Linked DNA regions of Mus musculus: all the other regions are linked to region 1. A link is a contact called in public Hi-C, HiChIP or PLAC-seq and promoter capture Hi-C data. All regions are on one chromosome and are shown on one strand. The core of a region is the stretch at or near the end of the contact, and the rest is flanking DNA. Distances in the headings are between cores, read along the strand shown. Region 1 holds the start of Hint1 (histidine triad nucleotide binding protein 1). Region 2 overlaps Slc22a4 (solute carrier family 22 (organic cation transporter), member 4). Region 3 holds the start of P4ha2 (procollagen-proline, 2-oxoglutarate 4-dioxygenase (proline 4-hydroxylase), alpha II polypeptide). Region 4 overlaps P4ha2 (procollagen-proline, 2-oxoglutarate 4-dioxygenase (proline 4-hydroxylase), alpha II polypeptide). Region 5 overlaps Gm12223 (a long non-coding RNA gene). Region 6 holds the start of 4933405E24Rik (RIKEN cDNA 4933405E24 gene). Region 7 holds the start of Acsl6 (acyl-CoA synthetase long-chain family member 6).

Evidence for each region. Promoter capture Hi-C pulls out the DNA fragments that hold promoters and counts their contacts. Hi-C and Micro-C count contacts between places; a contact is called where the count stands out from the background. HiChIP or PLAC-seq counts read pairs in DNA pulled down with a chosen protein or histone mark.
Region 2: a Hi-C map of cortical neurons shows a contact between it and region 1, with 5 times the contacts expected there. The contact joins the enhancer-like site here to the promoter of Hint1 in region 1. A contact is called at or near these places in 3 of 39 promoter capture datasets (3T3-L1-derived adipocytes, the HPC-7 cell line and frontonasal cranial neural crest), 2 of 484 Hi-C or Micro-C datasets (cortical neurons and embryonic stem cells) and 10 of 115 datasets of contacts at active chromatin or transcription factors (T-cell acute lymphoblastic leukemia, astrocytes, bone marrow-derived macrophages and 7 more).
Region 3: a contact with region 1 is called in an H3K4me3 HiChIP or PLAC-seq map of forebrain, with 6 times the contacts expected there. The contact joins the promoter of P4ha2 here to the promoter of Hint1 in region 1. A contact is called at or near these places in 17 of 39 promoter capture datasets (the 3T3-L1 cell line, 3T3-L1-derived adipocytes, the C10 cell line and 11 more), 5 of 484 Hi-C or Micro-C datasets (cerebral cortex, cortical neurons, embryonic stem cells and 2 more) and 14 of 115 datasets of contacts at active chromatin or transcription factors (the NIH/3T3 cell line, T-cell acute lymphoblastic leukemia, astrocytes and 11 more).
Region 4: an H3K4me3 HiChIP or PLAC-seq map of embryonic limb bud shows a contact between it and region 1, with 6 times the contacts expected there. The contact joins the enhancer-like site here to the promoter of Hint1 in region 1. A contact is called at or near these places in 8 of 39 promoter capture datasets (the 3T3-L1 cell line, 3T3-L1-derived adipocytes, the C10 cell line and 5 more), 3 of 484 Hi-C or Micro-C datasets (cerebral cortex, cortical neurons and embryonic stem cells) and 12 of 115 datasets of contacts at active chromatin or transcription factors (the NIH/3T3 cell line, T-cell acute lymphoblastic leukemia, astrocytes and 9 more).
Region 5: a contact with region 1 is called in a promoter capture Hi-C map of the HPC-7 cell line, with 8 times the contacts expected there. The contact joins the enhancer-like site here to the promoter of Hint1 in region 1. A contact is called at or near these places in 14 of 39 promoter capture datasets (the 3T3-L1 cell line, 3T3-L1-derived adipocytes, the C10 cell line and 9 more), 1 of 484 Hi-C or Micro-C datasets (B cells), 7 of 115 datasets of contacts at active chromatin or transcription factors (T-cell acute lymphoblastic leukemia, astrocytes, embryonic basal ganglia and 4 more) and 1 of 9 other capture datasets (liver).
Region 6: an H3K4me3 HiChIP or PLAC-seq map of bone marrow-derived macrophages shows a contact between it and region 1, with 5 times the contacts expected there. The contact joins the promoter of 4933405E24Rik here to the promoter of Hint1 in region 1. A contact is called at or near these places in 4 of 39 promoter capture datasets (the 3T3-L1 cell line, 3T3-L1-derived adipocytes, embryonic stem cells and 1 more), 1 of 484 Hi-C or Micro-C datasets (reprogramming fibroblasts) and 4 of 115 datasets of contacts at active chromatin or transcription factors (the 230-238 cell line, the NIH/3T3 cell line, bone marrow-derived macrophages and 1 more).
Region 7: a contact with region 1 is called in a promoter capture Hi-C map of the HPC-7 cell line, with 13 times the contacts expected there. The contact joins the promoter of Acsl6 here to the promoter of Hint1 in region 1. A contact is called at or near these places in 14 of 39 promoter capture datasets (the 3T3-L1 cell line, the C10 cell line, the HPC-7 cell line and 10 more), 3 of 15 datasets of contacts at CTCF or cohesin (the NIH/3T3 cell line, large pre-B cells and pro-B cells), 21 of 484 Hi-C or Micro-C datasets (B cells, the Ba/F3 cell line, the G1E-ER4 cell line and 14 more), 29 of 115 datasets of contacts at active chromatin or transcription factors (the 230-238 cell line, DN3 thymocytes, the NIH/3T3 cell line and 22 more) and 1 of 9 other capture datasets (macrophages).

Annotation. Positions count from the first base shown.
Region 1 is chr11:54,864,433-54,868,077 of GRCm38.p6, forward strand. It overlaps Hint1 (histidine triad nucleotide binding protein 1), which reads left to right and starts at 1,951. Exons shown (of 3, transcript NM_008248.3): 1 at 1,951-2,168. The coding sequence starts at 2,058.
Region 2 is chr11:54,000,900-54,004,544 of GRCm38.p6, forward strand. All of the region lies in intron 3 of Slc22a4 (solute carrier family 22 (organic cation transporter), member 4), which reads right to left. Among named protein-coding and RNA genes, the nearest start is that of Slc22a21, 22 kb to the left of the region's middle. Within about 2 kb of position 2,007, at least 59 of the 459 cell types and tissues checked have an H3K27ac peak or open chromatin away from gene starts, as enhancers often do. A contact at or near this core is called in astrocytes, bone marrow-derived macrophages and cortical neurons, where this site is marked.
Region 3 is chr11:54,099,355-54,102,999 of GRCm38.p6, forward strand. It overlaps P4ha2 (procollagen-proline, 2-oxoglutarate 4-dioxygenase (proline 4-hydroxylase), alpha II polypeptide), which reads left to right and starts at 1,570. Exons shown (of 16, transcript NM_001136076.2): 1 at 1,570-1,686; 2 at 2,166-2,293.
Region 4 is chr11:54,125,311-54,128,955 of GRCm38.p6, forward strand. P4ha2 (procollagen-proline, 2-oxoglutarate 4-dioxygenase (proline 4-hydroxylase), alpha II polypeptide) reads left to right here. Exons shown (of 16, transcript NM_001136076.2): 12 at 453-506; 13 at 928-987. Among named protein-coding and RNA genes, the nearest start is that of Gm12223, 15 kb to the right of the region's middle. Within about 2 kb of position 1,556, at least 56 of the 459 cell types and tissues checked have an H3K27ac peak or open chromatin away from gene starts, as enhancers often do. A contact at or near this core is called in T-cell acute lymphoblastic leukemia, bone marrow-derived macrophages, embryonic forebrain and 1 more, where this site is marked.
Region 5 is chr11:54,154,381-54,158,025 of GRCm38.p6, forward strand. Gm12223 (a long non-coding RNA gene) reads left to right here. Exons shown (of 9, transcript XR_003949549.1): 3 at 1-142. It also overlaps the pseudogene Gm18323. Among named protein-coding and RNA genes, the nearest start is that of Gm12223, 14 kb to the left of the region's middle. Within about 2 kb of position 1,736, at least 90 of the 459 cell types and tissues checked have an H3K27ac peak or open chromatin away from gene starts, as enhancers often do. A contact at or near this core is called in B cells, the HPC-7 cell line, memory CD8 T cells and 2 more, where this site is marked.
Region 6 is chr11:54,211,704-54,215,348 of GRCm38.p6, forward strand. 4933405E24Rik (RIKEN cDNA 4933405E24 gene) reads right to left here and starts at 1,585. Exons shown (of 3, transcript NR_045506.1): 1 at 1,127-1,585. All of the region lies in intron 3 of Gm12223 (a long non-coding RNA gene), which reads left to right.
Region 7 is chr11:54,301,838-54,305,482 of GRCm38.p6, forward strand. It overlaps Acsl6 (acyl-CoA synthetase long-chain family member 6), which reads left to right and starts at 1,987. Exons shown (of 21, transcript NM_001033598.1): 1 at 1,987-2,085. It overlaps Gm51861 (a long non-coding RNA gene), which reads right to left and starts at 1,864. Exons shown (of 3, transcript XR_003949553.1): 1 at 1,523-1,864; 2 at 1-100.

The DNA.
Region 1 (3,645 bases), core at 701-3,200:
AACTAACTAACCATAACTAACCATAAGCCAGGCCAACTGATATTCATGACCTTTTCGGTAGTTACGGAAATAAACGAACATGACTCCTAATCTAATGTCTTATGTTTAGACATTATTTACCAGTGATTGCAAAGTACCAGTAATGGCTCTGATAGCAAAGAATAGGACACCAAGACTGCCAACAACCACTATCAATAATTTTGTCAAGACAGGAGCTTAAGGTCATCCTTGGCTACATAGCAAGTTGGAGGCCAGCCTGGGCTATATGAGACACTGTCTCAATAATGGTAATAATAATTTTGTTGAGACAAAGTAGTCAAATATCATCATATAGGGCAATTCAAAGGAAATAGCTTTTCCATTTATTTATTTATTTATTTATTTATTTATTTATTTATTTATTTATGAGACAGGATTTCCTGGAACTTGCTCTTTAGACTAGGCTGGCCTTGAACTCAGAGATCTGTCCGCCTCTGCCCTAGAGTGCTGACATTAAAGTCATGCACTACTATCATCTGGCTTAAGTTTTCCCATTTTATTTTTTTTTAATTATGTGTATACATGTGTGTGTGTGTGTGAGACCTGTGTGCTCACATGTCCATGGGTGACTGAAGACATCCTGCTAGGCCAAAGGCATCTGACTTCCCTGGAGCTGGAGTTACAGGCAGTTGTGATGTTTGTGCTGGCCTCTGTGAGAACAGTTTGTGTTCTTGATCGCTGAACCATCTCTCTAAGTCCCCAAGGTTTCTTCCTATGGCCACTTGGAGATTGTCAGATAAGAGGGCCAGGAACAAAATCTAATGAGGTATGGAAATGGAGGCTTAGCGTGCAGGAAAAAAAAAAAAAAAAACCAACATCCAGAGGGCAAGGGTGTGAGATGTTGAAAGAAGACAAGGGTAACAACTGTAGCAACCAGGCCAACAGATCTATATGACAACTGCGATTGTCTAGAGAACGCTGATTGGAGGTCCTGCCTAATCCCGACAAGGAGGAAATGACCCAAAGGACCAATGATGACAAAGTGCACACCATATGTAGAAAACACTTTTTAGGAGGAGCAAAGGGATAGAGAGGAGGAAGGGTGGAGGTGGGGCCAAGGAAGACTTTTTGTTTCTTCCAGGTGGAGCATCTTACCTGAAGCTGATTCCTGCCGGGGAAAATGGCCCAAGAGGCTTACAAACAACTGCCACCTAAGGTCTCATCTCTGCAGTCTTGGACTTAATTGATGCAGAGTGTGGCCAGAGATGTTTAAAGAGCTCCCAAGTGGTTTTTAGTGTGTAGTTATGACTGAGAATTGCTGCCACACACAGCAAGAAACAAACAAACAAAAAAACCCCACCTGATGTAAGACTTCACCTGGCTCTTAGCTAAGGCCTCAAACAGCTGAGGGTTTAAACGATCACGGTCAAGAGCACTTGTTCCTCTTGCAGAAAGGACCAGGCTTCAGTTCCCTCCACCCACATGGCTCACAACTGTAACTCCAGTTCCAGGGGATCCAAAGCATTAGATGTGATTCACTCTTACACATGCTTGCAAAATACTCATCTACATATAAAATAAAAATCTTTTTTAAAAAATTAAAAAAGGGAAGGCTAAGGTATCACACCCAGTAAATGTGATCAGAACAACTTGAAATAGAAACCAGACTGTTCTGGAGCAGGGTCTCGGGTAGCCCAGGCTGGCCTCAAACAATGTGGAGAAGGATGAACTAAACTCTTCCATCCTCCTGTCTTCATTTCTCAAACTCTGGGATTACAGGCGTGCAGCACCAAGCCGGGCTCGTGAGAGGAAGGGATCAAACCTAGAACTCCGTACGCGCTTGGAAAGCACTGTACCAAGCCGAGCCTCCTCCCAGAACTGGCAAATCAAAATTTCCTATAGAGGTGCAGAGGCAAAGAAAGGGCGTTTCCTCCGCCCATTTCGTTCCCTCGCTCGCCGCACGCCGGCGCCAGTGCGCACGCGCAGGCCCACCGGGCGCGAGCCGGCAGTCTCCGCGCGCTCCCGCGGTTCCTCTCCCCACTGTGGCCGCGGCGCGGGAAGGACAGTGAGCGGCCGCGATGGCTGACGAGATTGCCAAGGCTCAAGTGGCCCAGCCCGGCGGCGACACGATCTTCGGCAAGATCATCCGCAAAGAAATCCCCGCCAAGATCATCTTCGAGGACGACCGGGTAGGCTTGCCGCTTGCCCGGCGACACGCCGGCGTTCCCTGAGGAGCCGCGGGCCTGAGGCGACGCGCGGCCCGGCTGGCCTGGCCCTGCGCCCGCGTGGCCCTGCGGCGCGTGCCTGCGCTCGGGTTACGCGTTATCGGCCGCTCGGCCCGCCGCGTGTCGCGGCCCTGGTGAGGTGATGCGGGCGGAGGCCCCGGGAGGTGACGCCCGCCCGGGCCCCCTGTAAAGTGCAGACCCGTGGGGTGACGCCCACCGGGGCCCGCGGCCGCCACCCACCACGCGGGTGTCAATCTGGCCTTCGGGAAACCGGATCCTGCCCCCGGCGCAATCTCCGCGATCTCCCGCGCGCAGCGGTCCCCGCACTGCGAGGTGACCGGGGATTCGAGATCCTTATGCTCCCTGTCCCCTGCTCCGGCTGCAGACGTTGCCTCTGGGGACTGGAATTAGCCCTTCAAGCTTTTTAAAAAAATACTGCTTTAGGGTGTTTTGTTTGTTTTATTTTAATAGATCGGCTTCACTACTCTAGGCAGGCCATGAACTTGCTGACTAACTAACTGGGGCGGACCTTGAACCCTTGATCCCCCGCCTCCACCACCCATATGCTAAGGATTGCAGGCAGCCCACACCCTGCTGATCGGAGAAAACATTTATGGTGCAAGATCCAAAGTTGTATTTTTTCCCCTCCTTGATAGATGAAATCTCAGTCGATAGTGAAGACCAATTTTGTAAATTATTCCCTAGACAGTTCTGTTTATGGCTTTCAGTCTCACATAAAGCAGGGTGGGAGCTTGGCCCATTGACCAAAAGGTTTTATACGGGTTTGTTCAGTTCACTTTAAGAAACATGCAATATGAGAAAGCATTAATGCTACTGGTAATGTTCACATAGACTTGAAATAGTACTCCAAATTTCATTGGGTTCTTGAGGTGAGTTTTATTTAAATTGCCTGTATTTGTCACTAGTCTTAGAAAAAGGCCCATTTCATTTACAAAGTTTGCAAGTCTTTTAGTGTGTTCTGTAATCCCAGTCCCACCATCCATAAGACTGGCCAGCCTGTATTATGGAATAAGACCCTAACTCAAAAACAAAGCAAAACAGAACACTTGCAAAGAAAGAAAGAAAAAGCTTTAAACACAAAACCAGCATCCTGTGGTTCTTGCACTTGGAAGGTGGAGGGAAGAGAATCAGTTTAAGTCCAACCTGGCCTATATGGAGACCCCACATTAAAAAACAAAACAAACAAAAGAGAACCATTGTTTGCAGTTGTTTTGATAAATGGTCTTTGAAATAATGATTGAACTTGAGTATTACTGGCTGAGACATTCTAAATGACACAGCATTTTATAGAGTATACCAAGTAAAATTACTCCCTAGACAGGTAAGTATGGCTGGGTCCTGTTAGGAAGAGAGCATGAGATATAAAACACCCATACAAGGCGGTACCTGCACAGGAAAACAGAACAAAACAGGAAGTTGC
Region 2 (3,645 bases), core at 757-3,256, 860 kb before region 1:
ATGGACTGAGGGGGCAGTGCCCTGCATCATAATGGGTAGAGAGTGTGGGCTCCTCTATGCTAAGTCCCCCTGTGAGGGTTAATACTGCTTGTCAATTTGATGGGATCTAGAATCACCTAGGAGACAAATCTCTGGCATATTTGTGAGGGATTTCTGTTGTGGATTGGTTCTAATGCTATTTGTGTTCATTCGGCTCCCAAAATCACAGGGAACCCACACGTCTGAACTGAGGGTCCCTGTCCCCAGTTGGCTCTGACTGGGAAATAAAGTTGCCAGCAGCCAATGGATGGGCAGGGAGACAGAGGTGGGGCCTTTAGGATTCCTGGACAAGAAATGCAGAAGAGAAGGAAGAGGGCATCCCACCATGACAAGGGTGTAGGAGACCACACCGGGAAAGTGCAGGAGGGAGAGACGGCTGAAATGTAGATGCAAAGGGGAAAGCAGCCCCTGGAGGACCCCAGAAGGGTCCAGGGCAGCAAGGATAAAATACAGATTTAGTAAGTGTGTTAACTCAGGAATATTGGAGGGGAGTGTGTTAGCCACATGGAGGTTCAGAAGTGGCCTAACCATTAAGCTAGTTATACCATATTAAAATATAAAGTGTGTGTGTGTGTGTGTGTGTGTGTGTTTCCATCTGGGATCCAGAACATAAGGGCAGGTGGTGAGAAGTGTGTGTGTACCTGCCAGGAGATAGAGCAGATTTAACAAATTACCTCATCAGGTTTCTAGATCGACTTAACTGGGGAGAAAGGTCCCCATAAATGTGGGTGGAGCCAGGGTATGGGAGAGGGTGCTGGGCTGAATAAAAAAGAGAAGGCCAGGTGGGCACAAGCATTCATTTCTCTGCTTCCTGACTGGAGATACAGTGTGGTTGGGGGACTCCAACTTCTGCTGCCACGACACAGAAAATGAGATCTGGGTTTTTGAGATAAGCTAGCCTATGGTATTTGGCTATGCTATTTCATTCAAATAGGCCAGGACAAATTTATATTTCAAGTTTAAAGCATTTAAAGGTTGGAGTATAGCTTAGTTATACAGTGCATGCAAGAAGCCCTTGGTTTGATCCTTAATACAAAAAGATATGTACATTAATAAATTAGTGAAAAACAATACAAAATAGGTGGCTGATAAAAAGCCATGTAATTGATGTAGTTAAATCTCAAATATGACTGAGATCCCTGGTAGCCAAAGTTATAGAACATGCCATCAAGTGTATGCTCATTGAAAGGGAAACATATGGATTGGATCAAATGAGCTTTAAACATGTCTAAAGAGAAGCTACAGCAAGGATGGCAGGGGTGGGGTGGGGTCGTGGTTGGGTGTTGATGTTAGAAGTCTGAAAAATACTGAATTAGTGAGCTCAGTCAAGGCAGGAGGTGGTTAGGTTTTCTGAAGACAGAGAACCAGAGGGCGCTGTTGCGCTGCAGGAAAACCCGCAGCCACCAGGTCCATCCTTCCACCAAGCCCTCCCTTGCTGAGAAGCGGTTCTTTACAGGGGATGAAGGAGATCCACTGCTGGCATCTTACCCAGCAGTCTGTAGGCAGGTTGAGGGTGCTATGCCTGAGACTAACACAGGGCCTAGAAAGCTGGGGTGAGAGGGTCAATGACCCTGATTTTGAGTCTCACTTCCCCCACCCTGGGAGGTGTATCCTGTGTGTGTTGCTCTGAGGAGCATGAGTTTAGTTGGCCTTTTGTACTATCCTAAGACTCTTGCAAGCCTAGTGAGGTTTTTAAGAGCAGCCTAGAAGAAGGCTCATTCCTGTACTGCTTTGGGAACAATTCAGGTTCTGGAATCAACACAGAGATTAATCCCCAGGATGAACATTTTACCATCCCAAGCATCCAGATTCCCAGAGCTGGGAAGATCAAAGTTCAGGGAACTTCTCAAATGAAAATCTGTTAGGTTCAAATCTGGCTTCAAGGAAAAGAAAACCAACAGAAGCCTGGAAAGTAGCTGTTTTACTCGTGAAACACCAGAGGGCACTGCTGTGCTGCAGGAAAACCAGCAGCCACCATGTCTGTCTTTCCACAAAGTCCTCCTCCCCTGTAGAAGTGCCTGGGATGCCATCTGTTCTGGGACAGATCAGTTTTCAGCGACACTTTCAGGCCTTCAGACCTAAGATCGTAACACAAGTGTTATCCCAGAACCTAATGTTAGCAGTTTCCCTCCGAGCCCGCTAGAATGAGAAGGGTGGACCCAAGCAGACAGCGAGCCCTGTGAGTGCAGTCTTCTCTGTTAACTGTTGGCCTGACACACCTAAGCTCCTGCCCACCCTTGACCTGGCCCTCTTCTTCTCTACCCTGCACTCGAGGCCATGGCCACGTGGGAAGGAGGGTTGTGGAAGGCAGTGCCAGAGCTGTGGTACTTGAGGGGGCTGGGGCTGCTGCTGGGTGGCTGGGCCTGTGGATAAAGTGCTTGCAGTACAAGGATGAGGATGTGAGCTCAAATGCCCAGGACCCGCTTAAAAGAGCTGGGCACTGTGGAACACGCCTGAGAACCCAGTGCTGATGGGACAGAGACAGGAGGCCTCTGGGGTAAGTTACCTGAGAGCTCCAAGTTTAATGTAAGTTTATGCCAAAGAATAAGGTGAATGGCCAGCTGGCTGGCTCAGTGCCAGTCCTGGTCAGCTGAGTTGACTCCCAGGGCCCAGCGTGGTGGGAGGAGAAAATGAAGTCCCACTAGTTCTCTGCTTTTCACCCGTGTGCTATGGCTTGCATGCACCCCCTTTCCTCATACAAAATAAACATTCATTTAGAAAAATAGGCAGAGAGCAATTGTGAAGGACATCCAGTGTTTCCCTCTGCATTAACCTGCCCACACTCCTGAGCTCATACTTATGCATACATAAACACTCACAGAGACAGACAGATAGACACACAGATAGACAAACACAGACACATAGAGACATACATACATACATACATACATACATACATACAGACAGACAGACAGACACAAGTTAAATAAGTAAAATGCATCAGAGGATGAGGCTGTCTGGCATAGACCACTCCTTGCTCCCAGCCGGGGCTGCTCTGACTTTGTCCTCCCATCCAGAGGGACCCTCACGTCCCACCCTTCCCAGGTCTTACATCACTTACTGCTTGCAGCTCTTTTCTTTCTACACAAACGTCTCTGCTCTCTACAGACATAATAATATTTGTTATGGTGAAGTGTTGTTGTTGTTTTGCTTTTAAGAGACATGGTATTGCTACATAGCCCAGGCTATCCTAAAACTGATCATTCTCCTGTCTCTGTCTCCTGAGAACATGTGTGCATCTTCACAGATAACCTCAGAAAAACTCCTGTCGCTCTCCTCATCCTCCTCGGAAGGCTGAGAACCTCGCTCCTCATGCCAGGGCCTGCTTAATGGAGGGCTGCTTATTGAGCCACGCGGAACCCTGTGTCTCCTGCTTGCACTATCCCTTCCTGTGAGTCCTCTTCCCTCAGACACGAGGCTGGGCCCGTGGCAAGAGGCCATTCACCAATAATTAAAGGAATGGAATTTGGACAATTCCACCTTGGCAACCTGACAGAGGGTGTGCATGTATTTGGCTAACACAACATAACACGGCTAAGGCCAGTGAGTCACAAACTCCTGAGAGCAATCAGAACTACATAGCCAGGTGTAGGAAAGGCTATTCGA
Region 3 (3,645 bases), core at 320-2,819, 770 kb before region 1:
CTGGAAGAAGTTGAGGAGGAGGGCAACCCCATAGGAAGACCAGCAGTCTCAACAAACCTGGTCTCCTGAGATCTCACAGGCACTATCCAGTCAGCACAGACTAGCGGGTCTGAGGCCCCTGACACATATTCAGCAGAGCCTGGTCTGGCCTTAGTAGACACACCTAACTCTTGAGGAGACTTGAGGCCCCAGGGAATGGGAGGCCTGGTGGAGTGTGGGGTTGTGTGGGGGTGTGGGGACATCCTCTTGGAGACAGGGGACAAGAAATGGGATGAGGAACTGTTGGCGGTGAGAATGGATGGGGGATAACAACTGGACTGTAAAAAAAAAAAAGATTAAAGATAATTTAAAAAAAAATAAAAAAGAGCATACACCATGTAAGGGTGATTTAACAACGGTAAAGCAATAAACATAATACAGTAACTGTTGGGGGCTGTTGTGGAGCTAGAAGGTCTGAGAGATAGGCCAAGAAGATGGACTTTGCTTGCTTGGTTGGCCAAGGAGAGATGCACAGTGGGTGGTAGAGTGGGGTGAGGGTTATGTTTCCATAGCCATGGATTGAAGGTATTTATAGGCCAATGGGAAAGATCCTGTGGAGAGGGGGAGGAGGAGGAGGAGGAGGAGGAGGAGGAGGAGGAGGAGGAGGAGGAGGAGGAGGAGGACCACTCCGGACAGAGAAGTGGGCGGGCATGGGGAGGATCTGAGGATCTGGGCAAACTGTACTTTCTGTGGCATAGCAGATGCAGAAAGGTTTGTGCATGGTTTCAACTGGGCTCTTGGCTGGTAGCTGCCACAGACACGGACAAGTGGCCAGGTAGTATTTTCTGAGTTGTTTCTGTGTGTCTGTCTTTCCTAGTCTGGGCCGTCTGCCTGGTCCATGCCATTATAGGGAAATCCACACCAAACTCCAGGCACAGTCCCACAGGCCGGGCATCTCCGTTCTGGGCTCTGCTCCCTGATGAGATTCTCAGACTGCTTCCCCTCATTCATGGAGAAGCAAGCTTACAGGGCAGGCGTGGGAACCTGCTCAGCTGCCAGAGCATCCTTCAGTTCAGATCGAGGTCGGTTGCTTCCCTGTCTTCTTGACTGTGTGTGTCTCAGACAGAGCTGGTTGAGGTGTCCAATCTCATTGGCCTGTGTTATAAGCCATAGGTTGGCCCTAGGATGAGATGCTCCAGGCTACGCCAACTTCTCACATTTACAGAAGAGCCGAAGCCTGGCTAGCCTGAGCCCCTCAGAGAAGCAGTTAGGCTTTGGAGATGGGTCATCTGGAGAGATGAGGTGCGCTGACATCTCAGACCCTTGTCTTTTCCCTCCCTCCACTCCCCTCCCAGGATACTCAATTCCCGATCTTAGTGACGCCAGCCTCCTGCAATTTGCCGGTGGTAATGGATGTGGGGGTGGTGGGACCACAGAGGGCTGGAGCAGGCTGGGATGGGGGCGCCGCCCCTGGTGCCGGTCCCACGCGGCGCAAGGAGGTGTGCATCGCATACGTGCAGCGCGTGGCGGCTCGGGCCTTCCCGAAGGCTCCAGTGGCTCGGAGCCAGGCCCGGGCGGGCCCGGGGGGCGGGAGGTGGGGACGTGGCGGAGGCTCAAGCGGGCGGAGACTGTGACGAGGGCGGAGCCGAGAGCGCCGGGGCGACGCCGCGGGAGGTTCTGGAAACGCCGGCTTCTGCGCGTGTTCAGGTGAGCGCGGGTCCGCAGGGTCGTCGCCGGGCTGGGCTCGGGTCCCGGTGGCCGGGCGGTGCGTTCTGCTCTGCGCGGAGCCGGGAGCTGGATCCGGGGTCCCTCAGCCCCGTGCCCCGCGTCCGGCGCCCTGATTCTGCACCCGCCTGGGTTCCTGTCCCGCCCGCGTCCCTTCCCAGGGTTAGGGCGGTGAGGTCAGCGGTGCCCTTCCTGCCGGTACTGTTAGGCCGGGCCGGACAGGACACTTGGCGGGCTCCCGGGAAGGGGCGACCTGACCCCGGGGTCGCCCCCCGATCTAAGGCGGAGGCGCCCGCCTGGCCCCGAAGGCGGCGCTGCTTAGGATGAGGAAGACCCCTGGCTCCCAACCCTGGCAAGGACCAGCTTGGTCGCTGCCAGTTTTATGGGCTCTTAAATCAGAAACTCTCCTCCTATCTGTCAGAAGACATCCTTGTCGAACCTCTGATGTTTTCCCTGAGCAGTTTCAGAGACCGGTGGCGATTGGCTGACTGATTCAACAAATAGAGCATTCTCTGTGCCTGGAGACTTTCAAGGACTGAGGCAGGCAGAAGGGAAGACTCAGAAAGTTCAGGTCCAGAGCATCAGCAAGGTAAGTACTGAGTTAGTGTGGAGTTTGGGCTGTGTGGACTTGGTAGATGTCTGGATGCTTCCGGGCAGGAGACATGGGCTGGGGTGGGAGGCTCCGGTAAACTGGATTGGTCACTTAGGAACCTGGACTGAGGAATCACCCTGAGTGGCCGCAAGCTTGGGCCAGTATCACGTCTGTGGTACAGTAGTGGAATCAAGGTAACGGAAAAGGGCCGCTTTAGGGAATAGCTGTCCAAGGGCCCCACCCACAAGCAGTGAGAGATCTGCATGAGGAAAGTCCACTGAGCCCTTGCAAGGTGAGCATGGGTCTGGGTACTTCTGTCGCAGGATTTTACTGGGAAGTACAGGTGGGTCTTCCTGTCATCTGTATTCTAATGTGTCATTTACTATGCTGAAGGAGATCATTGAATTGCCCCCTACAGCAACTCTGCTGTGCTCTCAACGCGCTAAGGAGTCTCAGTACAAGAGAATCATTGGGGAAAGGCCTCCAGCCAACTCACTCCATCCTTGCGACGTGGCTTCCCTGACTGGGCCACACAGTGGATCCTTACCCTGAAGAATGACACTTTAAGGATTTTGCTTCTTAATGCAGGCCATCTCGTTACTGACACCTTATCCCTCCTGATGGAAGAGCTTCCTGGAACTAAGAGCAGGGTCCCAGTGCACCACTTTGTAGCTTCTGACATCCTCAAACGTTCTCAGCTTTGCAGAGGTCTATTGTCTAGCTCAAAATTTATAGGGTGATTTTGCAAGTTGTTGCTTGTTCTGAATTTATATCACATCCAAGTCAGCCCATGGTTGAGTGCCCTGTTAAATTGACCAGGCTTTCCTCTGGCGTGTATCTCCACTGCCTCTGAAGTGTCCAGGGTGTAGTCTCTCGATATGGTTCTGTGTGTGCCTCAAGGCCAGCCTCTCGGCTCCTCTCCATGTACAGAATGTTTGACCTTGGGATTCTTTTCTTCTTGGGCCTTCTTGTCCTCACACGAGCTTGTCCACTGTGTGGCCCAGCCAGTGAAGCCACATTGCTTGATGGAGTGAGTTGGCTGGAGGCCCTAGCCTGAAGATTCTGTCATATTGATCCTCCTTATTACCGTCAGAGCTCAGCAGGCAGATATGGTGACAACTCAACTGAAGCATTGTGTGTGACCTTTGGGAGTCCCTCCACATTGTCACAGGCTCTGCAGAGAGACTTACTTATCTATAGATTGGACTGCGTACAATGGACTGTGGGTTGTTCCTTGAATTGCATGTGCTTCATATCTGACTAGACTGGGCCTGGGGCTTGAATGAGGGAGAAGACAGGCGGTGGGGGAGGAGCTCTTTTTGCCCACAGGCAGCTCATAATCTCTCTGA
Region 4 (3,645 bases), core at 306-2,805, 740 kb before region 1:
TAATCTTCATGACCCCCTTAGGCTAGCCAGGTTCCAGATTCCAGCCTCCCCACACAGTACCACCAACAGGGGAACAAATGTCTGCTCGTATGAGCCTTGACTTCATATTTGCAGCATCCAGACAAAAAACTGAGTGTGGCTATGCATTTTACTGTCACCCCAGCTGCTGTGGAGAGAACACGGACAGGAGGCTTGCTGGATGTCAGCTTACCTTCAGGTTCATTGTCTCAAGGGAATAAGGTGGAGCATGATAGAGTGAACACACGACATCCTTCTTTGGCCCCTGCATGCACACACCACCATATCCATACACCACATACATAAAGAACACACATGCACACACAAAGCTTGGGGGTTGTGCTCAGGCCTAGGGAGATGGCATCCCTGGGGAGTCGGGCTGCCGCGGGGCTGTTCAGACTGATGGCAAATGCAACGCTGTAATCCCTCTCCAGGTCGCAAACTACGGAATGGGGGGACAGTACGAACCACACTTTGACTTCTCAAGGGTAAGGCTCCGATCGTCTTTGGAGGGCTCCTCTCTGGCTGGTTTGAGAAGGTTGGAGCTTCTAGAAACATTTCAGCTCCCACGGCATCCCTCCTCCACCTACCTAGTGAAAGGGGAAATTCTGTGCTGCTGGCAAAGCACCTGCAGAGCCCAGTGGAGCCTGGTTGCATCCAATTGATGTGTGGGTGCTTTGGCTTGATAATAAAGTCAAGGACTTCTCTAGGTCCCTGTAAAGGGTTTTCTTGCCTCTCCCTGGTCCCCATTGTTGTATTCTGAGTGGGGTTCCCTGTATTACCTTGTCCCATTCTTGGTTTCTCAAGGGAAGGCAAACTTGCCACCTTCCCCTGACCCTTTTGGTCCCAGTCCTTTGGGTGGCGGGCAAGTTAGTTGGAAACTTGGATAAAAGTTGTTGTCTGTTGCAGCGACCCTTTGACAGCGGCCTCAAAACGGAGGGCAATAGGTTAGCGACGTTTCTTAACTATGTAAGTACTGGGCTGGGCGGTTTTGTTCACTCTCACTTAATTTTATAGAGCGATGAGCAAGATGCTTTCAAGCGTTTAGGGACTGGGAACCGTGTGGCCACGTTTCTAAACTACGTGAGTATGATGCACGTATCTGATGGGCCCCGTGGAGACCCTGGGGCCACCGGGCTCCGTATCCCACCCCCATCAGGGCTCATGGCATCAGCTGCTAATTAGTGGATCCTCGGTGCCCTTCTTGCCTAGAGTAGAGAGGGTTGGCTTTTGTCCTCACCGGTGTGCTTGTCTCTCTGCTACTCCCTGGCTCCCCACCCCCCAACATCATTATTATTTTTAGCTGTGGTAAAAATATACATAACATAAAAATTACCATCGTAACAATTTTCTGGTGTGTTCTGGTGACATTTATTAAATCCATCCCTAATGTGGACCATTTACCATCTGTTACCCTAGCTCTTCTCACCTCGTAAAATGGAAACTCTGTTTCTATTAAAGAGTACTTCCAGAGTCCCTTACCCACCCCCATCCTGCTTTCTGAGCCCACATGAACCGCATCAAAGGGGACGCCTGGAACCCTCTGTGCTTTTCACTGCCTGATGCCAAGTCCGCTCTCCTAAACAGATGTCTGTGTGGTGGCTGCTTCTGCTTCCCTTTGGTGGACACAGTTCTACTCTGAGCTTTGGGGATGAGAGCCCTGGTAGGCTCTGTCTTGGTGGCAAAGTGCACGGGAAGCAGGGAGGGGCTTTTAAAAGATAACGGCCTCTGTTTGCTAGTGTGGTTGGCCATTTTCCCTCCTGCTACCCCGCCCATCTGTAGGCTTCTGCTTCCCTTTCCCCGCTGGAGCAGCTCAGTCTAAGGAAGCCGAGTCAAGGGGCTTAGAAAGGAAGCTTGCTTATTCCTCTTTACGTTTTAATTATGTGCTGGAGGTCTGCCCTGCACACACACTGCTGACAAGGTCCTATGTGGTCTCCACTGCAACATCTGCGATCCGACTTGGGAGACTCGATAGAAGCATGGGAGAGAGTGTTACTTGGTTCCCATGGAGACAAACACTGACGAATTTGCCCAGGCATGGGGTTTAGTAAAGGCCTCATTTAGGAAATAACATGTCAGTTATGACTTGAAAGTCAAATGGAAATTTGTGGAACTTTTTTTTTTATGGCAAAGAGGAGAGTGTGGGGGCCTGGAAGAGAAAATGTCTGAGATGTTGGGAAATGGACAAAGGTTAGTGTGTCTGGAGAGAGAGGCAGGGGAGACTGACTTGGAGACTCTCTGGATTGGAACCCTAGCACTGGGGAAGCCACTGGGTGTTGTCATCTTTCTTATCGTGAGCCTGCTGAGTGCCTGCCTCTTCTGTCAGACTGGTGTGCGCCATACTGGGGAATTTTTAGCTCTAGGGGTTTCCCTCTTTTTTTTCTTAGCACTAATTTTTGTTACCTTACAGGCCATATTTTATTATAGTATAACCAAACAAAACAGAAAACTAAAACAAACCAAAAGCAAGATAAAACAAAACAAAACCCACTTCAAGTAAAAGTGTAATTTAGTACCATAGGAGAGGCAGAGTGGCATTCTGGGAAGGTGAAAGTCTGATGAGAGCAGCGAGAGCCAGGAAAACAGCCACACAGGGAAAGGGATGCTCCTGAGGTTGGGAGCCATGGGGAGCTCCTGCCCAGAGCAGTGGCTAAGCACAGTGGCGTAAGCAAGGCACGGCTGGGTGAGGGTTCAAGATGGAGTCAAGGTGGGCATTTATTCTCTCTTTCTCCCTTCCTTCCTTCCTTCCTTCCTTCCTTCCTTCCTTCCCCCCCCCTCTCTCTCTCTGCCTCCCTCCCTCTCCTCTCTCTCTTTTCTCTCTCTTTCTTTCTTTCTTCCTTCCTCCCTTTCTTTCTTTCTTTCTTTCTTTCTTTCTTTCTTTCTTTCTTTCTTTCTTTCTTCTCTCTCTTTTCCCTCTCTCTTTCTCTCTCTTTCTTTTTCTCTCTCTCCCTCCCTCCCCTCCCTCCCTTCCTTCCTTAGTTTCTTTCTTTTTCAGATGTATTTATATCGTATGAGTATTTGCCTGCATATGTGTGTGTATGTATGTGTGTATATATATATGTATGTATATATATTGCATGTACCACGTGCATGCATGGTGCCCACAGGCCAGAAGAGGACATCAGATCCCTTGGTATTGGAGTTACGGATGGTTGTGAGCCTCCACAAGTGCTCTTACATTGGGTTATGTGTAATAGCAGCAAACGCTGTTTTTTTTTTTCTTTTCCAACTTTATTAGGTATTTTCTTCATTTATATTTCAAATGCTATCCCGAAAGTCCCCTATACCCTCCTCCCACCCTGCTCCCCTACCCACCCACTCCCACTTCTTGGCCATGGTGTTCCCCTGTACTGGGGCATATAAAGTTTGCAAGGCCAAGGGGCCTCTCTTCCCAGTGATGGCCGACTAGGCCATCTTCTGTTACATATGCAGCAAATGCTCTTAACCACTGAGATGTCTCTCTAGACGAAGATAGTCATTTTTAAAATAGGCTTGGATTGTTCCCATTCAAGGACAGCCTGACTGTGGGGCTTCTGGGGCCTTTAGCTCTTGGACATCCAACCATAGAGACTGTCCTGATGAACCCCACAGATTTTGTGGTGTGTGGGAAGTCTCTCTTGGCTGAGG
Region 5 (3,645 bases), core at 486-2,985, 710 kb before region 1:
AGAGCAAGGATGACTGCTGCCACGTGCTGCCACCAAAGCATCAGAGCTCTTGGCCGGTATCTCATCACCACAATGAGTACATCCTAGGGGCTAGAGACTACATGGGTATTTCAGGCAGTCTTTTGATCCTACCCTCAACTTGGTGAGTACAAGCCAATTTCTTTTTAGACTTGAAGCAAAGTGACGGACCATATTACTTCTCAGACAAACAGCACTTAAACAGGTTTGGGCAGTTTTAATGAGGATTTCTCTACATCAGTTTGGCCTGTTGACATGCCTGTGAGGGTTGTCTTAATTTTTAATTGATGTGGAAATACCCAGCCTACGTTGGGTAGCACCATTCCCTTGGCTTGGGAGCCTAGAATGGATAAGAGAGGAGAAAGCTAGCTGAGTATAAGCAGCAAGCAGTCAGGAGGCACGGGTGCATTTGTCTTCAGTGAGCCTGCTCTCCACCAGGATGGGAGAGCCTCGCTCACATATTTGCATCAGGTGTTGCAGACAGTGTGAATGAACTAGATGCTGATACTTCTTTGGAGCTCACAAAAGGACTGGAGTTTAGCAATACAAAGATTTTCCTCCCCTAGGGGCAAACAATCATGCCGTGTCATTTTCTGTAAGGGGTTAAATATTTTCACGGTCTTTACACTGTTATGGATCTCGTGTGGAATGTCACCTGTCACGGGCAGAGGGTGTTCCGTGTCTAGAAACTTGCCTGCAGCCTTCTTCCTCAAAACATCAGAGCTTGCTCTTGTGTGTTGACAAGACTTTGCCTCTCAGAGTTTCTATGCCACTCGTGACACATGGCATATTGAGCTTTGAGGTGAAAGGTGAGATGCAGGCTCCTATCTGAAGATCAAATACACTGTGCAGGTTGCAATCTTGAACATCTCTGTATAGTTCTTATCTTTCTCTGATTTGGAAGCCAAGGCTAGAACCTTGTGAACATCAGAACTTGTGAGCCTTAGTACTCAGGGGACCAGGAAGGCTCTCTCCTGGATCACAATGCCTGTCCTTGCTTGGAGCTCTGGTATCAGTAAAGCAAGCTTAGAAGTCATGTGCCTAGTTCTAATTAACTCCTCCATCTTCTTCCAGTGCACATAAGGTTCTTGTTTTCTGTGGGAAACCAGCTGAAATCATGTATCCTATTGGGTGAAGGAAAACTCTTCATCCAACCAGAATGAAAAACTTACCTTTTCATCCACAGGCTGACTAGGACTGGTGTTCTCTTACCCTTCACACAGACATCAACTCAAGCCTGAGGTACTAGTTTAAGTCTTGTCTGAGGTGATGCATATGAAATCCAGGCCACAGCTCTGCTTTATGGTCCTGGTGCCAGGACTTAGAAAATCACTGCACGTTGTCAGTTGGCTTCCTACTGGCTGAGTTCACAATTGTAAGACCCGAAAAGGATTCACCTTGTTAGCAAGGACAGTCAAAAGCAGAGTGAGCTTCAGATGGTAGTGGTGCTTATGGGAGAGGCGTGCTAAGGGGTTGTGCATGATACGAGGGATGCAAGGAGGCAACATGAGTCCCTCAAAACGGCACCGAGATCCAGACGAGAACCAGGTTAGCTTTCTAAAACTGATTCCTGACATTGAGAAGTCACTGCATAGGAACGAATGAGAGCACTGGGTCACCCCTCTGCTTCCCTTTTGTGCCCTACTTTGTGGTTCTGAGTCAGGACTTGGCAAGCTATACTTCCCCTTTGTCAGTTGGCTTCCTGTCAGATTCTGCCAACCAGGGGCACTAGAGGCACACCAGAGCCCAGAAGGAGGGAGACAGTGCTCCTTCCTGTTTGGCTGGCTGTCCCTGCCTGTGTCAGTCCAACAATAGTTCTGAAAGCCTCACAGTGGGACTTGTTTGGACTTTCCATTTCGCACCCCCCCAAGTCTTCTAGAAGCATCTTTATTATAGAAATATGTTTATTGTTCATATATAGACAGTAATACCACTGAACTGGTGTTCTTCTTTGTGTGTGCACATTTAAGTACACATGATAGTATGTGTGCACATGTATTTCTACATGTATGTATGTGGGTATGCACATGTATATTCGTGAATGTATGTGCTTACACTTGTGTGTGTGTGTGTGTGTGTGTGTGTGTGTGTAGATCAGAGGTCAATCATCTCAGGCATCATTCTCAGGAGTTGTTCACTTTTCTTTTTGAGACAGGGTCTCTCACTGACCTGGAGCTCACCAAGTTAGCAAGGCCAGTGAGCCCCAGGGATCTGTCTGCCTCTGCCTTCCTGGCCCTGGGATTAACAGTGCATGCCACTGTGCCTGCATTTTTATGTGGCTTCTGGGGATCCAACTCAAGTCCTTGTGCTTGCAGGGCAAGCACTTCTCTAAGTGAGCCACTTCCTTACTCTCTTAGTGCTCTTTATTGAGAGAGGCTTGACTTCAGGGCCCTCTGGGGCCCTCCTTGAGTCCCAGGAACAGTTGGACAGCAGCATGGTTTTCAGAGGCCTTGGTTATAGCTCTACATAACTGTTAGGTTTCTGCCAAGGTGCTAGGTTTAACACTCAGCCCTCTCACCTTTGTCCCTGAGCTGCAGGTCTGGGAGCTGAAATTAGCTCCCGTGTGTGTCAGTCCTTTCTACTGTGCCACTCTCCACAGTGACCTCTCTTTGATGGCACAATGTGGTCCTCGTTCCTTCCTCATTTGTTGTGTGGTCTTACTTTTGCTTTTGTGACTGGACTTTACCAACACCAAACAGATTAGGTACAGTTAATGGGAAAATGAGTGACCTGGAAGATTGGCTGGGGCATCCCACAGAGTACGTCACACATGGAAAACAAGAATAAGAGTGTTAGGTGCTGAGGAATTCCTCTTTCACCAACATATGATCTATGCTGTTTCAGACCAACACTCCTGAGAGTAGAAATAATTATCAGAGGATTGAAAGCATTCTATAAGGCACAAATCTCTCAACAAAGGCCAGGAAAGCTGGGCAGTGGTGGCGCATGCCTTTAGTTTAGTTCCAGCACTTGGGAAGCAGAGGCAGGTGGATTTCTGAGTTTGAGGCCAGCCTGGTCTACAGAGTGAGTTCCAGGACAGCCAGGGCTATATAGAGAAACCCTGCTCGAAAAACAAAACAAAACAAAAAACAAACAAACAAACAAACAAACAAACAAAAAACCAAAGGCCAGGAAAATGAGTGGTCCAGGCCGCTAAGGAAATCTCTGTCTAGTCATTAGTGGACCACCAAGTCAGTTGCCACGTAAGACAGAGGAAACATGTATTACAGACTCAATCCGGCCAAGTGACGGAATGGACATCATCACCCCCGAGTCATGGAGCGGGAGCACAGGGGCTGAGTGACTCTCAATTCCCGTATCATTCCGCTCAAAATATCCAGCTATCAACCAAAAACGCAATACACCACAGAAACAGGAAGCTTGGCTGTGAGGGGAAAAATCTGGAAGCCCAGACTCTGAAATTACCAAACAAAGACACCAAGCCAGCTATTAATATTTTGAATGAGCTAGTGACAGCTGTGTTGAAAGAACAAAAGGATGCTGGGTGTATTCTACCAGACAGAGAACACAAATAGATTAAAATGTATATAAAAAGGACCAAGTGGAAACACTAGAGTTATAGTTTTAACTGAAATAGAATTTTGCGGAGGAGGTTAACATTCAGAT
Region 6 (3,645 bases), core at 335-2,834, 650 kb before region 1:
TATTGTCTTGCCCTAGTTGGCACCTTTTCTAAGGCTGCACTATTAACTACATCCCTGTAGCTTGCTGATATAATCCTGGAGCTCAAAGGGTACCCATCACAGTCTTAATTGTAAGGATGTATTTGGAATCCAGCCTTCGCACAGGCCTCTCATAGATACATCCAGGCATCTCCTGAGACAATGTGAGTCCTTGGGTAGTAAGTTTACATGGAAGGGGGTACCACACCCTGCTCCCCACACCCCACCACTTCACTGCCTCCTGCCGGGGAATCAGAGAGCCTGGCTATATATAGGCTTTTGCTGTGAACCTTCTCCACTCCTCAAAATGGAAAAGAAGAGGTTCTCTCCTCTGCCATGTATGCTCTGAATCTCTTCAGAGACTCCACCATGCTGCCTGTCTCTGATGCTGTGGCCTAAATACTCCTTGGACCTCCCCCCATGCTGTTGACCCTCTTTCTGTCTGTCCATGGCATCATTATCTCTTCTAATAGACTCCTTATTCCCCAGTAGCCCATCTCAGTTCCCTCGAATCACTCAACCCTACCTAAAACCCAACAGCGGTATGCAGTGTTTTCCGGATGAGTAGTCTCTGTTGCCAGTATCATTTTAAAAATCTATCCACTACTGTAGGAAATGACACTAGAAGATTTTCCATAGTCAAATTTCACTGAACTCTAGGTATACAACCAGTTGACCATAATCTCTTGATCTCTTCACTCAGCTTAGTGATACTTTATTCCTGTTGAGTTCTATCACAGTCAACCAGAACTGTACCCTGCCCCTAGACTGGCTTGCATATACATTCTCCGTGTACCCACAGAATCCCATCTCTCCCTATGAGATGTACTTACAATTTGGTATTATAATTACCTATCTTGGGGGCTTGGAGATGTAGCTCAGTTGGTAAGAGTGCTTGATTAGCATGCACAAAGCCCCAGGTTCAATCTCCCCAACCATATAAACTGGGTATGGTGACACACACCTCTGTAATCCCAGCACTTTAGAGATGGAGGCAGGAAGATCAGAAGTTCGAAGTTGTCTGAAGCTACATAGTGAGTTTGAGGCCAGCCTGAACTACTGGAGAGCCTATTAAACAACAACAACAACAACAAACCCTTATACTTACTTGTCTTCAGTGGAACATATGATTATAGAGGGACACGGTTATGTTTTCATTGGCTTCTCGGTGACTAGTTAGGGCTTAACTTAAAGGAGGCATGTGGAAATAGTCTCTTCTGTAAAAGGATGCTGACCACCCCCAGGATCTCAGCTCTTTTGAAGACCCTCATTTAGCTTTGTTGAGCCAGACAAGAGCCATTCCAGTGCTGATAATCCCCCTTGCTTCATTAACTTCACAGTCATCCCAACAGCCTGTGAGGAACTCTGGACTCTCCCTGATCCCCCATATCCTCGGATGAAAGTTCTCCATTAGTTCTAGCCAGGCATACCCAAATGTGGAGGCCTGAGAATACCTAGTTCCCCAAGCTGAGGCCTTGTGAATGTTCAATTGGATTTTTCTTCCCAGTAACCTGAAATATTTAGGAAATGCCTAAGCCATGCTCGTGAGAGTATGCATGGTCACCTGGCAACCCAGTTACCTGGAGGCTGGGTCTCTTTACCATAGAGTGCTGAGGGGCATAATGGGCATAGTTCTGTCATCATTATAGGAAGACTCCCATTTGATGCCAGGCCTCTATCACGCTAAAGATGATTTCACCGAGGCCAGCCATTGTACTTGCAAGATGAAGCCACCAAGGCCACCCAGTTGGATCATTCCTATGGAAGCAGGCAGGTACCTGGCATCCCAGCAGCCCCACTGTAGAGGCACTGCTGAGGGATACACTGCCTTGTGTGTCCAGGTAGGGAGCTGGTAGGTACTCAGTGCTAACATCATCCAGTCTTCCATCTCTGTTTTTTTTCCCTCATAGGCATCTACTGAGAAACTTCTGTACAGTGGAAGTCTGTACGGTGAGTTCTAAGGGTCCTAGAACAGCAGCAAACATAATCAAACAATCAGGTGCATGCCCAATTTCCCTCATAGTTCGCATGACACTGACTGAAGCTCACCAGGTTTGTGACACATATCAGCTTCCCTTGCGTGGCTAGGCTGCTCATCTGTCACAGCTGCTGGCACCTGCAGTCCAGACCTGAAGCCTGCAAGGTTTCTGGAGAGCTTTGAGATTCAAATGGCTGCCTCCACGTTAGCTCCTTACATGCAGAGGTGGCCTCTGACTTGCTTTATGTCTCTAGCCCATGTCCCACCTGGCTTCCCCTACCCAGGAAACATTTGGCAGTGGCTGACCAAACGCTAAGCACAGAGCTAACCTTGTTTCTTTGGAGCCTGTTAGAACCTTTAAGAGAAGTCAGGACAGAACTATAGGCACAGAAACAGGCCAGACACCTGCCTTCCTTTCTTCATGCATCCTGTGTTTAGAAGAGCCACAGCAGATGAGTTTGGTGCCACACGTCTTTAATCCCTGAACTTGGGAGGCAGAGGCAGGGCAGGTGTCTGTGAGTTCGAGGCCAGCCTGGTCTACATAGTGAGTTCCAGGACGAACAGGGACTATAGAGAGACCCTGTCTCACAAATAAAAGACAAGAACCATGGTAGAGGTGTGCTGAGACCATCCCTGTGGGAGTTCTTCTGGAGAAGTGGAGAAGGCTCTGCTCCGTGCCCATCAGTATGTGAGTCTGGCTGTGCCCACATGCGTGCTGTGCACGTACATGTTTGTACCCTTGTTGCCGCAGCAGTAGCCTACATGGACCTTGCATAACAGTCCTTATGCTGTGAGGGAGAGGGGCTCCCAATTTCCATGTCTCCTTTGAATCATTACAGTTTTTGGTGTGCAGCACTAATACATCACGGGCCCCCACCCCCTTTTAGCAGGCAGAGCGGTGACTGAAGCATTGGGCCTGTGGTTTCTGTAACAGGAAGTGATTTAGATGCCGAAAGCTAATTTTAGATGGGTTGATATGGGGTTTTCAAAGAATGTTTCAGCTGAAAACTCAGCCTTTTTTTTCTTCTTGCCTATAAAGGATGGGCAATTTCCCACTGTCCCTGTCACTGTCTGGCCGGTGAGCTCATGCCCAGCTGGGCTGGTCTCTCTGGTGGAAAGCGAAGCTGGTTTTCCCTGGATTCCGAGCTGCCTGAATCATTGTTTTGGGCCTTGGGCTCTAGGCAGAGTTCTATGAGTCAGCAAAAGCCCGGCACTGTGCCAGGCAGACACAGGACCTCTTGTCCCTTACTAAAGACTGACTAGAGGCTTCTTAGGGTCCTGTCAGGACAAGGCCATCAGCCTTACCCAGCCATAGCCAGAGATCAGATGAGGCTTCTGGACCATCTTGGGTAGCTGGCATTTAGATCAACCCATCCTCAGCTTTTAAGAGCCAACTTCTCCTCAGACCTGTGGGATGTCCATGCTGGAGATCCCAGCCCTGTTTGCAGGGGGAATGCTGGTTCTGAGCCTTTACTGGCTGGAGCTCTCAGAGCTAAGCACTTTCTGTCTACCACTGCCTGAAAGTAGGGGCCCCTTGCTCACTTCCACGCTGGTCCTCTATGAGTCAGCACAAGCCTGAGCTTCAAACCCAATTCAATCTGTTGCTTTATTCCTATGGCTTCCACCGCAACACTTGCAACAGAAGGCCA
Region 7 (3,645 bases), core at 737-3,236, 560 kb before region 1:
ATCTCTGGATGCTGGCTTCTCTCGCTCTGTGTTCTAAGGTTGCTGGACCCATGCAGTCTAGAGATCTCAGAGTTACAGCTGCCTGATTCATGATGGAGATCTACAAGGAGGAAGAAGCCCTTGGTAACTCAGTACCGAAAACAACAGCCCTGTGACTCAGTGGAAGGGACACACCTAGAGTGAAAAGCGACCTGGCCGTGATCCCACAGCCAGCCCAGCGTCTTCCTGTCGATGTCCCTCAAGAGAAGCCAAGTACTGCTCAGAGAAAAGCGGAACCCCACTCGGCTAAGTTATCACCAGCTCGGCACCAGCACAGAGCTTTAAACTGTGATGCTCGCAAGAAACAGAGACATCTATAGGAAGAGTAACTGGATGCAGCATCCTGCAGGAGGCCAGGCTAAATGTGTCCCATGACATCACTCTGGAGAAGAGGCTGCCAGAAGCCACCCAGGAGCCTAGATGCTCCTGCAACTTGGTGTTGCAGAGGACTGGCCCCAGAGCCTGCTGCTTGCCTCCTAGGACCCCTGCTCTGTTAACAGGTATTCACTGTGTACAGATAGAACAGTGTACAGATGATAGAAAGACCAGAGCATCCGAGAAGGGGATGGATCTTTTCATCCTAACTATAATGTGAAATGGATATTGACAGAATGCAGAAGGAAGGCACAAGAAGGAAAAGGCCCTACAGTGCATATGATCAGAAATTGCAATGGGATAAACCCTGCTTATGGCTTCATTATATTTAAAAAATGTGTGATGATATTCTGGCCAACTCCCTAGGCCAGTCTGACTTGAAACCATCTATGCCCTCTCCCAAGCCTAGAAGTGTCCCCTGACGGGGTCTCCACCTGAGCAGGCAGGCCTTCAATTAGTTCGCTACTGCTGCTGGGAATGCAGGAGGGATTTCTGATTGCTGTGTCACCCACTGGGAACAATCCTGCCACATCACCTCCATGATCCTCTCATAGAGGTGTCTGCCAAGTTTAAGATTCCAGCAAAACCCTTGCCAGGAAGAGACTGGCTTCAAGCAAGAGCAGCCCTCCCAAGACCCGGTTCCTGTAATGGGAAAGAATGGTCTATTGTAGAGACTCACTGTAGATGTTTCTGCAGACTGTACATCTCTAAGGTTCACAGAGATAGGCCAAGAGACACATACCAAACTAAAGATGCAGGACCACCCCCTCCCCAACACATAGAGAGACACACAGATAAACACAGACACACAGATAAACACATACAGATACACACACAAAGAAATTGAAGCCTAGATATGAGTTCAAGTGCACAGAGAGCATCCAATCTCACCTATCCACCCCTTGCTTTCTGATCTCTAATGTCTGGTTTCTCTCCCTCTTACTCCTGGTATGGGTCCTTGTCTTAACCAGTGCCTGACCAAGGTCTGTGCTGCTTGAGCGCTGTCCTCGGTGCTGGAAGCCTAATGAGTCCTGAATGCTTGAAGAACGAGGGGACCTTGGTGAAATCCACTTGAAGATGTCCATCGAGGCCCCATCAGAATACCTACCTTTATTATTTTAGAAAATCACAGAGCCAGGCTTCCTCCTTTTGTTCCCAGACAAAGGGATTGCAACTCTTCAGCTCACTCTTCAGCTCAGCAATGAGACCACCAACAACCTAGTGACCGTATGACCATTTATCACAGCTAAGAGGAACTTGAGCTCTTATGTACCACACATATGCATCACTGCCTGTGTCCTTGGGAGACACCTGTGATTCCATGTGGCTGCCTGTGTCTTCATGAGACATGCCTGGGGACATGGCAGCTGGTGAGTCTTCCCGTGACCTTGTGTGGCCTCCAACCTGACCTTGAGCATTCTTATTAAGTGTGGGTATTATCCAATCTAGCCTCACCTTGATGCCCCCCCCCCCCCCCCCGCCCCATCACTCCCTTCCCTCTTGGGTTTGCAGATGTGGCTCCCAGCAACTACAAAATCAGGTCCTAGGGGGCGTCTGACTCAGCCAGGAACCGGCACTTCAGCATGTGCACTTTCTGGGACAGAAGCCCTGGACCCCCGCTGCCATTTGAGCCTGCCTAGCCATAAAACCTTGGAGGCCGGTCGTGTGGAGGTAGGGTCGTTCATGGGTGGAGGCACGGTGAGGTAGGAGCGGCAGTGAGCCCGTGAGCCCCTTCCTCCAGCCCGTTTCCCCCAGAACGTTGCGGGGCGGGCGGCCCAGCCCCTCCCCCAGTCGGGCTCGGCAGTTCGGATGCCGCTGTCTCTTTGCCCAGGAGTCCCGGCGCGCTGCGGGGCTGGGAGTCGGGTTCCGTGAGGAGCGCGCGCTGCGCCCTCCCCCTCCCGCCGGGTCTCCGCAGCGGCGCGGGGAGGCGGGGGCTAAAAATACCCGGCGGCGGCGGCAGCGGCGGTGGCTCTGGGGCTGCGGGGCTGCGGGCCTGGGAAGCAGTGCGGGCCGGGCTGGGCCGGCTCACCGACATGCTGACCTTCTTCTTGGTGTCGGGGGGTTCTCTCTGGCTGTTTGCCGGTAAGTCCCGGTCCGATCCTGACCACCATTTCCGGGAAGCTGTAGTATCTCGGCCCAGGGTGCGGGTGTGACATCTCCACCTTGCGGAGCCCTCTGCTGCGGCTGCTGAATTGTCCCTTCAAGGTCCCCGAGGCGCCCCCCAATTCTGGTGGGGGTCCATGGGCAGCGTTGGGGAAGCAGCTGGGTCAGCCCGGAGGAAGGGCCTTACTAGCTGAGACCCCCATAACCCCCCTTCCGTTCTCAAGCTCCTTTCTCCTTGTGGTGAGAACCGGTGATCAGATTAGGCCCCGTGCCAAGGGAAGGGCAGACTTTTTGTGTCTGTGTCCATCTCTAGAGACCAAAATCCAAGTTATGTTGCCCCCACCACCACCACCAAGGTCCCTTGGTGAATTGTACGGCAGAGCTGACCTGGGTTTCCTGATCCAGCCAGAAACCTTTCTCACTAGCGGTCCCTGCTGCCCTTTAGCCAGAGGACAAGACTGGTTACTTGCCCCTTAGCTCTGCCCAAGGCTGTACCCTGGCTTCCCCCCTGCCTCACCCCTTTCCCTCCCTCATCCTTGCACCCTCTTTCTTAGGAAGCTACAGGACTCCTGATAAATCTCTGCATAGTACTTTCCCCAGATTCCTACACCCATACCTGTACTCTCCCAACAGGCCCACCCCTTACCAATACTACTTCTCAGCACTGGCCTCTCCCCTCTCCAAGCCTCCGGCTAATACCTCTAAAGGGTTTCCAGCCCCACCTCGGCCCCAGCTCTGTGCAGAATCTCTAAACCTGATAATGTACGTGAAAATGCTTGGCCTAGCCCAGGCCAAATGCTCTCCCCATGCTAATATTTCTTATTTGGTATTCGGATAGCACCATCAGCGGTGGTGACAAAGTTGTTTCTGAGCTAAAGGAAAGGCAGAGGTTGATTCTTTTGTGAGAATCATGTGTTTTCATGTGTGAGTTTTTTTTTTTTTTTTTTTAATATTCACTGTGAAACCTAGGAGGTTGGTGGGACCTCTTCTATTGTTGAGATTTAAAAACTGACTTCCCCAGTGCCATATGGATAACACTGGGCAGATTGGAATTTGATCTCAAGTTTTAGCTGATCAACCCATGCCAAGTGCTTGGTTATATCGTGTCTGAACCTGAGGGGATGGTGG